2 separate regions of the Hordeum vulgare genome follow, and region 1 is linked to region 2. Evidence: chromatin contacts called from public Hi-C data. All regions are on one chromosome and are shown on one strand. Each heading gives the region's core, a stretch centred on a gene start, on an enhancer-like site or on the middle of the called end of the contact. The rest is flanking DNA. Distances are from core to core; before and after follow the strand shown. Region 1 holds the start of LOC123443784 (protein ALTERED PHOSPHATE STARVATION RESPONSE 1-like). Region 2 holds the start of LOC123443782 (serine/threonine-protein phosphatase 6 regulatory subunit 3-like).

Evidence for each region. A called contact is a pair of places that touch in the nucleus more often than the background predicts.
Region 1: a Hi-C map of leaf shows a contact between it and region 2, with 5 times the contacts expected there. The contact joins the promoter of LOC123443784 here to the promoter of LOC123443782 in region 2. A contact is called at or near these places in 3 of 6 Hi-C or Micro-C datasets (all in leaf).

What each region holds. Positions count from the first base shown.
Region 1 is chr3H:336,326,065-336,331,413 of MorexV3_pseudomolecules_assembly, forward strand. It overlaps LOC123443784 (protein ALTERED PHOSPHATE STARVATION RESPONSE 1-like), which reads right to left and starts at 2,515. Exons shown (of 6, transcript XM_045120311.1): 1 at 2,172-2,515; 2 at 939-2,054; 3 at 365-534; 4 at 1-123. The coding sequence starts at 1,845.
Region 2 is chr3H:335,840,017-335,845,834 of MorexV3_pseudomolecules_assembly, forward strand. It overlaps LOC123443782 (serine/threonine-protein phosphatase 6 regulatory subunit 3-like), which reads left to right and starts at 2,984. Exons shown (of 19, transcript XM_045120310.1): 1 at 2,984-3,266; 2 at 4,116-4,219; 3 at 5,336-5,422; 4 at 5,509-5,584; 5 at 5,686-5,760. The coding sequence starts at 3,228.

The sequences.
Region 1 (5,349 bases), core at 1,265-3,764, 490 kb after region 2:
AGTTTGCAGTTCTTCGATAATATCCCGAACTTTCTCTGCTTGCAGCCTATCATGCTCCCCTGATTCTAGCTTCTGTAGCAATGAACTGTACTTTCTGTATTCGAGCCTTGCAAATTCTTCATCCTGCAATATAGGACAGTCAACAATGTGTCCTTCTGGCAACATAAGGTAACAAGTCGACATTTATTCATGATGCATCAATTTCCCTTGATAGAGATAACAAAAGTTTCCTAAACAATAAATGATTCATCAAAATCTAAGACACAAGCTATAAGCTCTAATCTCAATCCTTGAGTGTATTGTGCAATGCATTTCGGTGAACATAGACCAAATCAAAATAATGCTTAAGACTCCCATAGTGCACCTTAACTAACTGATAGAGTTTTTGCTCCTCGTCATAAAGCTTATCTAGTGTTTTCCCATGATAACCGTATCCACAAGCATCACTTGAGGATTCTCTGTTAGCATGCACAGACTTGAATGACCAACTCCAAGAAAGTGTAGAGAAAACCTTGGCAGACTTCGAATTTTTTCCTGCACATAGAACAACAAACGGTATTCCTCAGGAAGTGATGGTTTGTTAAAGGTAATAGAGAGGCGTTTGGAATGTCGTTGATCCCAAAATATAGAACTCCTACTGCCATTACCTATTGCTTTGCAATGTGTTGGTGTATACTTGATGCATAACACTTGGAGAATCAAACAATACATAGACAAGATCACAAGAAGGTTGACATACTTCATAGTACATATGCATCATAAGAGTCTAGAGTATAAGTTTTATTATTATTATTTTGCGAATAGGCTAGAGTTGAAGTTAGTAAGTGGCATCTAAACAAATATCAAGGGTGCTATATGGATGAGAAAAACTAAATACATTACCGCATCTAAACAAATATCAAGGGTGCTATATGGATGAGAAAAACTAAATACATTACCTTTCTTTACTTGCACCTCTGAAGGATCTAGCCGCCCGGTAGCAGAATCCAAAAGTATAACAACATCAGTCCCACTTGCGGCTGCTTTCAAGAAGTACTCATCAATCTCCTTGGCTATTTCTACCAGTGACTTGTCATTCGCCCAGGCCATAACCGAAGAGTCTGAGTCCTTTGTTACCCAGCTGCTCACCATTGATGAGTTTTCATCACCCAGAACCCTGCTCTTTGCTGGATGCAATTCCATACGCCTAACAACGCCATCAGCATTGCGAGAGACGCTTTCATCTTGTTCATCAAATTCTATGTTTGTTTCCACCCAATCGTCATCCATGCTGACCTGTGAGGCCACTTCTTTATCGTCCTGATCAGCCAACGAAGATGGAAGAAAATACAAGGGACGCATGGTGATTGGGTCCGTGTACTCCCACTCCATACCGGGCGGCGGCGGTGGGGGCAGAGGCGTTGAGCAGCTGTCAGTGTCGTCGTCTTCATCCGTGGAATCATCCCCGTCGAGTTCACCATCTCTCTTCTCCCTCTTTCTTATCCTTATCGGACTAAACGGTATGAGTGGTGGGGGGAGTGGTGATGGCGGCATTGAGGATGTCACGGAGTGTGGTGGCATGGAAGAAGTCACAGAGTATGCCGGAGGCGGTGGTGGCGGCGGAGGGGGAGGAGGAGGAGGAGGAGGTGGTGAGGCGGCGACTGGAAGGGACTGGTGCGACGATGCAGTCTCCACCTCGGCGAATTGCCGGAGAGTGGCTCCTGTGTTGCGGAGAGCCTGCAGGTAGGTAATGTGTGCAGCTGCAAGGTCGACACGGCGGCGCACGAGTTGCTTCATGAGCTTCCTCCTGTCCCTGCATCTCCTCACCGCCTCCTCGTCCTCCACTTTGGAGTGCCTGCAACCCATCTGCCGCCAACAAACTTAAATAATGCAGATTGCAGCACCAGCTGAAAGGAAATCCCAAATCGGGGGCCTCAGTCGAAATTCCAGAGAGCATCCAACAGTCCGGCTGTTGATTCCTAGCAACCCCGCCGAAACAAGAAAAGAAATCGCTCCTTCTCCTCCGCAACAACCACTCTCACATCCTCGCAGATAGCCCGCTCCTACATCAATATCTGGCACACAGAAGGGTTGATCCAAACATCAAGATTCAGCTAACACGAACTGAGGCAAAATAATAATACACCTAAAGAATAGCCTCGATTTAACTCTAGCCTGCTCGACGGACTTACTGGAAAGGAAGAAATGCACGCCGGTCCGCAATCTTGGAGTCGGCGGCCAGCTTGAAAGCTACGCTGCCCCGGATTGGAGAAAGAAGGGATCTAGACAACCTCAAGAGCCCTCCCTCTATCTGGTCAAGCACACGGACTGGCAGGTGGTGAAGGAGAGACGAGGAGAGAGGACGAGACAATTGGGAGCCGAGGGAGAAAGGGGAAAAGGAGAAGAGAAAGGGGAAAGCAAAGGTGTGCGATTTGGTTAGCTTTCTTTCCGGGCCGCGGTAAAGTACCGGTGCGAGGAGGAAGAAATTGTGCAGCAAGGATGGTGGTCAGACTTGACCTGCTCCGCCACTTTCCTCTGTCACGGAAACTCTTCCACTTGTCCTCTCATTTTCCTTTTTTTTCTTTTGTCCTTCTATACCCCTTGTACGGCCGGACAGGTCGCGGGCCGATCCTGAAATTTCCATCCAGCCGGGCATTTCAAACAGGTTTTAAACGTACAGATTAATCGACATTCCTAGTATCCAATCAAAATGTGGAACGGATATAGAACGCCAGGGTGTGCCCGAGCACATCCACCATATCCGTCTGGCCTTCGCTCGTCCGCATCGACCCTACATATATTCGTCCTCATCCGTTCGTCGCATCAAATCCTAGTCATTTCATTTCACTCACATCCGCCATGCAAGCTCACCTCCTTCCGCATGACGGGCAACGGATCCGAGTCCTTTCCCTTCAGATCCCTCGACCACGAGCTCATCCCACGTGACCCTCAGGAGGAGATGGTCGTCCGGCTTGCGCTCCAGCGCTCCCGGGAGGCGGCCGCCCGACAGTAGCGATCGGACTCATAACGTCGGGAATCCATTGCGTCGACACAACCTGTGCTTGGATCCGGTGTCGCTGCCTCACCGGAGGCGGTGCGTGCTATCTAGCGTCCAAACGTCGTGGCGGACGCGCAATCCCTCCGTTGACACGTCAAGGAGGCACCATGGGCGACCGCGAATGCTAACATGGCACGGTGTGCCCGCCGTGCGAGGCAGCAGGCGCGGGAGGCGACGGAGGCCCTTGCGACGGTGGGCGTTGGAAAGGCGGAGTCACACTCTCCGGCACCCCGTATGATGCACGGGCGCGGGCGCTGCAACCACGTCGTGGTGGACGTAGGCTCCTCCTAGGAAGGATCCGTCATCGACCTCACATCCATCGGCATCGTCCGAGTTACGGGCTCCGACTAGAAAGAGTAAGGCATGAGAGACGACGGGAGCTCGACTCTCTTGAGTCGGCTAGTGTCTCATGTCCTACTCTACCTCGTCGGCGATCGCACCGACACTATGAGGGCCGCAGTCAGCCGCCGGACATGGACACGGTGGAGTCAGACGAGTTCTTAAAGATCGTTTTACATGCATGTAATAATATGGATTTGAGGTTTTCAATTTGAGGTATCTGGTTGTAGAATGCATTATTTAAGACGTGTCTGGTGAAGACATTTTAGGGTTCAGATTTGCCAGGTCCGGGTGTAGATGCTCTTGGGTTCACGCCGTCCATGCAAGCTATACGAACTAACTAGGAACATTTGGTATATTTACTTTGATAATACGGGTTTTCGGTATACTTATATATATATATATATATATATATATATATATATATATATATATATATATATATATAGGGCCGCGCTATTCGTCATCCTGGGTGAGGAATAGTTATTCTTCACCCCCTCTATTTTAACATTAATGCACCGTAATTTTACGTTTCGTAAATTTTGTCTTATTTTATGCGTCAAAAGAGACCGTAAAAAATATAATCAACGTAAAAATATTTTATGTCACTTAAAATTACGAACGTAAAAAAATAGTGCAAAAAATACAATAAATTCAATTTTTTCTGGTCTTGCGGCCTATATTCTTTCTTTTGTTTTGTCAAATTTTACGTAGTGATTCAATATAAATGTAACTATTTATATTTCAAATGTAACTTATTTGTAAATTGATCGTAAAATTATCTCGATGAAGAATAAACTATTCTGCACCCTGGGTGATGAATAGAGTTTCTCTATATAAATATATATATATTGGTAATTTGGTAAATATGGTAAGTATGAAATTAAAATATGGTTTGTTTTTGTATAAAAAAATATTTTTGTGTAATCAATAGAGTTTTATTCCATCACAACAGGGCTACAATCCTTTGGCACGAGATCCTTAGTACATGAGGTCCTCTACCGGGCCACACGACCGTAGGTCGCTCAGAGTGATTATACGTTGCATGAAATCTACAACATTATTTCACACTTTATGAAGTTTGTAATGAATAAACACCCTATCAATCATTAGGGACATAACTTCAGCCACTAAATGACCAAACGCCGATCGATCTAAACAAAAAATTGAAAGACATGATAAGGCAGACGAAGAGTAAGACTGAACCAACGTCGAAAGAAAAATATGTTGTCGAGCAATCGCCATACCAATCATCAACGCATGAATCTCTATCTCTAGAGCCTCGCAGTAATTGAATAAGTAACGTTAAGCCAAAAACGACAGAGCCGTCATGCCAGAATCATCCCAACCCGCGTCGTGCCATCCTCTTCCAGGAAAGATTTTTCCATGGACAAGGCCTTCATGTTGCTAGGACAAGGCCTTCGTGTAGCACCTGGGCTTCTCGGTGAAGCTATGGTCTTTCCCATGAGTCTTTGACCACCATTTTTCCTTTTAGCATTTCTTTTGTTGTGTACTTTTGAGCAAAGGATCGACCTCATATAGCTTACTAGGAAGTCAACCAAATCCTGGGTTGGGGCGCCCTCCTTGTCATGACTGACGTTAACATGTATCTCCCATATGCGCCGCACAAGCATCACAATCATCTGTGGGTAATGTTCGAGCAGCTTGTTTATTGACATGGATAAGGTTATCTTCGTTTACAAAGCGTCACTAGTTCTTTTATAACCCTACCCCCCCTCCCCGACACACACACAAAAAGGTACTTCTGCGGTAAATGATTATAGTCACATATCTTTGTTGAGTTGTAGAATCAAACATTTGACTATACTCCTAGCAAACATATTGCAATTATTTATTCTCGAGCTATTGCACGTAAACCAGTATGGATTTTTGAAAACAAAGACAATTCAAAACTGCATTGCTTGGGATATGAATTTCTATGTCAATGCCATGAGAGCAAGAGTACTATTGTA
Region 2 (5,818 bases), core at 1,734-4,233:
GTGAGGTGAAGCCCTCGATCCATTTAACATGACGAAGTTGGCCGGTTAGTTACGTCGAAGTCCTCGGAGCAGTTTGATGAAGAGATGGCAAAACCCCCGTTCTAGCCGAGGTGACGGAGCAGGGTGGTATGGTGACTTTGGAGCCCCCATGTCAGCCGACGTGTTAAAGAAGGTCGGCGTGTTAAACATCATTTTGAATAAAACGACGACGCGACGATGCCGATGTAGGTCAGATTTTGTGACGTAGGCAATGCTGGCTTGATGAAGCAACAACGCGCCCGACCCGTGCAACCCGTGGGTGACGAGATTCTCTTAATGATTATTCGGTCCTCGTGATGCTGAACTCTTGGTCGACTGATCGAGATGATGATCCGCAATGGTCGTCGTTGTATCGATAGAGTGGCGACACACTCGATGCCGGCACAACTCGGAAGCTGTGTAGCAATGTTGTCGGGCCGGTTTCACATCGTCGCGACGGTCAAAATTTATGGTCGTGTGTTTAAAAACAACACATAATACCTTAGAAATTCCTTCAAAAAGGATGTACAAAACCCCGTTCATGAAGAAAGATGAACTCGGATCGGATTCAGTTTCGCGAAGAAAACAAATCCAAAAAATTGATGCACTCATGGAACACTTTCTAGAGTTTGGACGGTCAGATCATGCTGAAATTTTGAGGGGTGGTCGATATAGGAATTCCGCATTCAATGAACGGTGATATTTTCCAATGGATGTACGAGTTGGATACTGTACCCCTCGCCCTAAACTCATCCACATTCCCGTCCAAATTAGACAAGGCTTCGATATATCGGAGATCGCCAGAGATTTCTTCATCGGAACACGACAAAATTTTGCAGGGTTGTTCTAGACTCAACTTCGCACAATTCCACTGGAGCAAACGTTAAAGCGATGCTCGAGGAGGCGGGGACGATGAACATGATCCTGCTTTCGAGAGAAAATTGCACTCTGCGGACGAGCCATCGATCCTTTGGCGATCCCATAGCAGAACTCTCAATGAAAACACCAACATCGGTGTCAAAATCGGTTGATCTCGAGTAGGGGGTCCGAACAGTGGATCTTGGATCGATGGATCACAAGGGACGAAGGAGACGATGTTTACCCAGGTTCGAGCCCTCTTGATGGAGGTAAAACCCTACGTCACGCTCTTGTTGTATTGATGATGTAGTACATAGTGCAAAGTTGATCTATCTCGAGATCGGGTGTTGTGGTCTAAACCCTAACCGTAATGAGCTTAATGTGTCTCAATATGAGATTTTCTATCGAGTAGTCTGGCCTCGGTTTACATAATGCACCATAGGCCTAGGATAACAAGAGTCCTGGTCGGCTACGTCACTATAGAGGAATCATTGCCTTGATCATCAAGTCTTGTGGAATCTTCCTCGTATATCTCGCTGGTTGTCCGAAGTAGCCAGGAGTCCGACCCGTAGAGATAGGTCGGCGGCCCGAGGACCCCTTAGCCCCGGACTCTCTCAGTTGTGATTTAACACAGAAGATAAACTCTCTTCGCCTTATTCTCCTCGACGATTGATTTGTCAATTAGTGTCGATCACTCGTGGTAGATGCTTGAGGTGATCTCCGGACCTTTACACACTTCTTCTTCATGAACCACAATTACTCCTGGGCATTGAAGAAATTGACACCTAACTGTCTAAAGAGTTCGCAACTCTCAAGAGTAATAGGTGGAGTGTACTCAACTTAGATTCAAGTGATACTAAACCACTATCTATTTTTTCGGCTCTTGCATTTTCTCTTGATGGATTTTGAACTCAAATCACTCATGGGAGAGGGTGCTCACTTAATCTTCTTGAAATATCATGGAGCAGCCAACTCACAATGTTTGATGGGGTGGGCCATTTATAGCCGCGGTCTTCCCGATGGGAAAGGATCATTTTGGACATGAACACTCGGCTAATGACCAACTGACACGTCTTCAACGGTCGGATTTTTGAGCACAACGAAAAATATTACTTGTGGGGCAAGAAATGCTAACTCCTTGGTCTGAACCAAAACTTCCGCAACGAAGAAGAACTTTATCTTTTGCTGACAAGTATTTGTTCGGAGCATAAAGAGATTCTTCTCATCTTACTTAGGTTTCGGGTTTAGCATTAGAGAATCGTAAGCTTCGAGCACTACACCCACTTAATAGTAGCGGTCCCATGACTCAAGAAAAGGAAGAAGAACCAAACAAAATACTACGTCTTCGCTTCGTCTTCAAACTTCTCGTCTGCCGTCAACTTCTTCGGACACACATTGAATCAATTGCCTTGCATCAGCAATTTTGAGGGGGTCACTTTCGACAACATAATCTTCGGTGATAATCTTCGCTGCCGCGGAGAAGATTATCTTTGGAGTTTCGAATGACTTCACGAACTTTAACATTCTGTGTGCACGAGCAAACACATTAGTCCCACACTATTTATAAGATCAATCACCAAAACACAAGGAAGCAAATTATTGCAGCAACAATATTTGAGTAGTCTAAAAAATTAGAAGTATGTACGATCTAAAAGTTGAAGTAGAAATGACCCATTATTAAAACCAACTGAACCTATGCGATAAATAAAGTTCCATCGACTATTTTCATATACATGTGTTACATATGAATATGTGTTTGTAAGCAATAACCACCAACAGACATATCGCTATAGACAAAACTAACCTAGATTTGAAACAAGTCCGTTGTTCAGAAATTGTTCTTCTTTTATACTTAAAAATTAACAATTTCTTCCTTTGTTTATAAATATAAGATGTTTTAAATATTTTAATATGATCTACATATAGACTGAAATGAGTGAATAAATATATTGAAACATTCTATACGTACGATTCATAAAATAGTTAGAGCATGTTATATTTCTCAACGGAGGGAATTAACAACACAAGTGAGCAAATAATTCATTCAACCCATCGCCATCTGCGGTCGTCGCCAAAAGTAACAGCGCCCCTCAGCCAGAGCCAGCTCCAATCCCCCATCTCCAAACCAAATCAAACCCAAGGAAAGCCCAAATAGAAAAGCGTGCTGTTTTTTCCTCCTCTCGTGCGCCTCTCACCCCCCGCGATCCCAATTCGATCCGCTCGCCCCTCTCCCGATCCACCCCCCTTCCCCGGTCGCCCAATCCGGCCGCCGCCGCCCGGATTCGCGCGGATTCGGCCGCGGACTCGCGCCTCCCGGGGCCGGAAACCCTAGATCCACCGCCGCCGCCACCATGTTTTGGCGCATGACCGGTCTCTCCGCGGCCTCGCCCGTGAGTTCCCTGCTCGTAGCTCCCCCCCCCCCCCCACCCCCCTCCGCTCTCTCAGATTGGTTTGTTCGTCCGTCCGCCCCTTTGTGCTGCGGTGGCTGCGAGCTTGGTCGTGAACCCATTTGTTTAGATTGACACTGTGGATTGGGTGCCGCACTTGGGTTGTATAATGCTCGCTTGCTCTTATTTTGTTCTCGGGTGCGCTGCGACTGCGAGGTTTGTGATTTTGCATTGGCGAGCTCGTGCATGTGCTCTTATCATGATTGGGGCGGGTTGCAGGGATGGAGTAGATGCCTTCGGTTTGGATTCGGTTATGTTTGCATGCAAGTTAGCCATGGGGAGGACTCGGATCATTGTGTAACAGGGGATGCATATGGCAAAGCTGCTGTGTTCCTAAAACTGAATCCCTGATCTGATGTGTGATACCATTTGATTAGCATCGTAAACTGAAGATTCATATGAGTTGGGTACTTAAGCTGTTTTAGGATGAACTTACTCTATGAGCTACTTGGTTTCTACTAATTTTCTTCCGATATAATATCATGTTTGAGAAAAACTAAGTACCTTTCCAATTCCAGTTCCATTCGTTGGTATTGTGTTCAGTTGCCTTCATAAAATCTTGTGTTCAATCATCCATACTCAGCTGTATCAGGATTTGTATGATGATTTTACTCAATGGCTCCATCATTTCATCTCATGTCTCACATCAATCATGAATAATAATGATAAATATAATACTATTTCATACCAATGTAAATAATTTTTTATCCTCAATGATATATTTATATATTTTCATAGTATTTTAGAAACAAAGGTTATGAATATACCTAACTTAATATATTATTTTTTCAGGTGGATACAATCCTAGACAAGGAAAATTTTACACTTGAAGAACTTCTTGACGAGGATGAAATTATTCAAGAGTGCAAAGCACTGAACACCCGACTCATAAATTTGTAATTTCCTTGAGCTTCTGTTATTAGTTGAGGTTTACATGGGTGTCATGTTTGATTTATCGTCTAACCTTACTATTCATTTTCATACTGTGTACTAGAGTATCAAATAAGAATTATATATTTTTCTCTTCAGATAGCTGCAACCGTTGTAAAGGAAACAAAGTTGCTTATTAGGTTAAGGGAATATGAACCAGTGTACATATATGAGTCAAGTGCATTTGTTTTTGCACTTAAGAGAATCATGTGCCCCATACATAGGAAAGATAGAATCATCCTACTGCATTCCTTTTCTGGTCCTTTCATGACCCATGCTGTTCAAAGGCTAATACAGAAATTGGATTACTTACGAGCTGGAATGGGATGTAGAGTATAACCCAAAGTTTCTTAGTAGGAATACAACCTTAATGGAATTCGGAATGGGACTTTAGCATTTCCCTCCAGCAGCACTTTGTTTGGGGATGGTTGATTGCTTTTTGATTCTCTAAATCCAAATCCTGCCTCAGTATTTTGGATTGATCAGACCGCCTATTGTAGAAGAGATAGCTTGCTAAAAATAGTACCGCATTTGTGCTTAAGAAAAGGCTTTCTTGTCCGGGTCTATATCCACTTGTAATACACCACACACCCCACTATCAATAGTTTGCTGCATATGCACAGTTTTAATCCCATCATAGGAAGAAAATCTGCACAGAATTTGCAGTTTGTTTTTGGCACTAATGCTGGCAGTAGTGCTTTCTTCTAAATAGATAGTTCACACAGTTATTTTGTTTACAAGCAAGGATCACTATTTTCTGAGTATGCTCTTTTCTTGAGGAGGGTAAAACTGTTTCTATTCCCCTTTTCATTTTCCTCTACAAATAGATGCTTAGTTTTACTTTTATCTGTATTAACCTGCAAAGAAGTAAACCAGATGCTTTCTGAGCAAGTACAAGTAATTAAACTAGTATTTTGCACCTTCAAACCAAATTGGCACATTGAGTTTTTGTGATAAATCGCCTGGTTGAATGAATGACTGATATAGTTAATACCTATATTGGCCTTCATTTTCTTGTCTGCAATGACATCCATTGTTCCTTGAGTATTTCCAGCATATAATGCTTGAAATGTTTTCTGTAGCCTGCGTGACAAGGCCCAGGTCGAACAATTGCTTCGTTATGTTGTTGAAGAAGTTCCGGATGATGCTGAAAAAAAGCGCTCTTTCAAGTATGCCATTGGTTATTAACATTCATTACCTTTATATGTTAAGGACAGAGTTTCCTCCTTCGTAGAAATTTACCCATTCCTTGCAGGTTCCCTTTCATTGCTTGTGAGATATTTACTTGTGAAATCGATGTCATTTTGAGGACCCTAGTAGAGGATGAAGAGGTTAGAGTAAAAACTTTCTTGTCCTTTTGACGACATTGCCAGATATGTTTCATTACAACCATTCTAGCTAATTTTATTTCTCTTTCTCTTCTGCATTACAGTTAATGGATTTGCTTTTCTCATTTGTGAAACCTGATCATCCACACAGCACATTATTATCTGGTTACTTCAGTAAGGTATTTCATTTTATTTGGATTATTTATACCTGAATCATGGCATAAATTCATTCTAAAA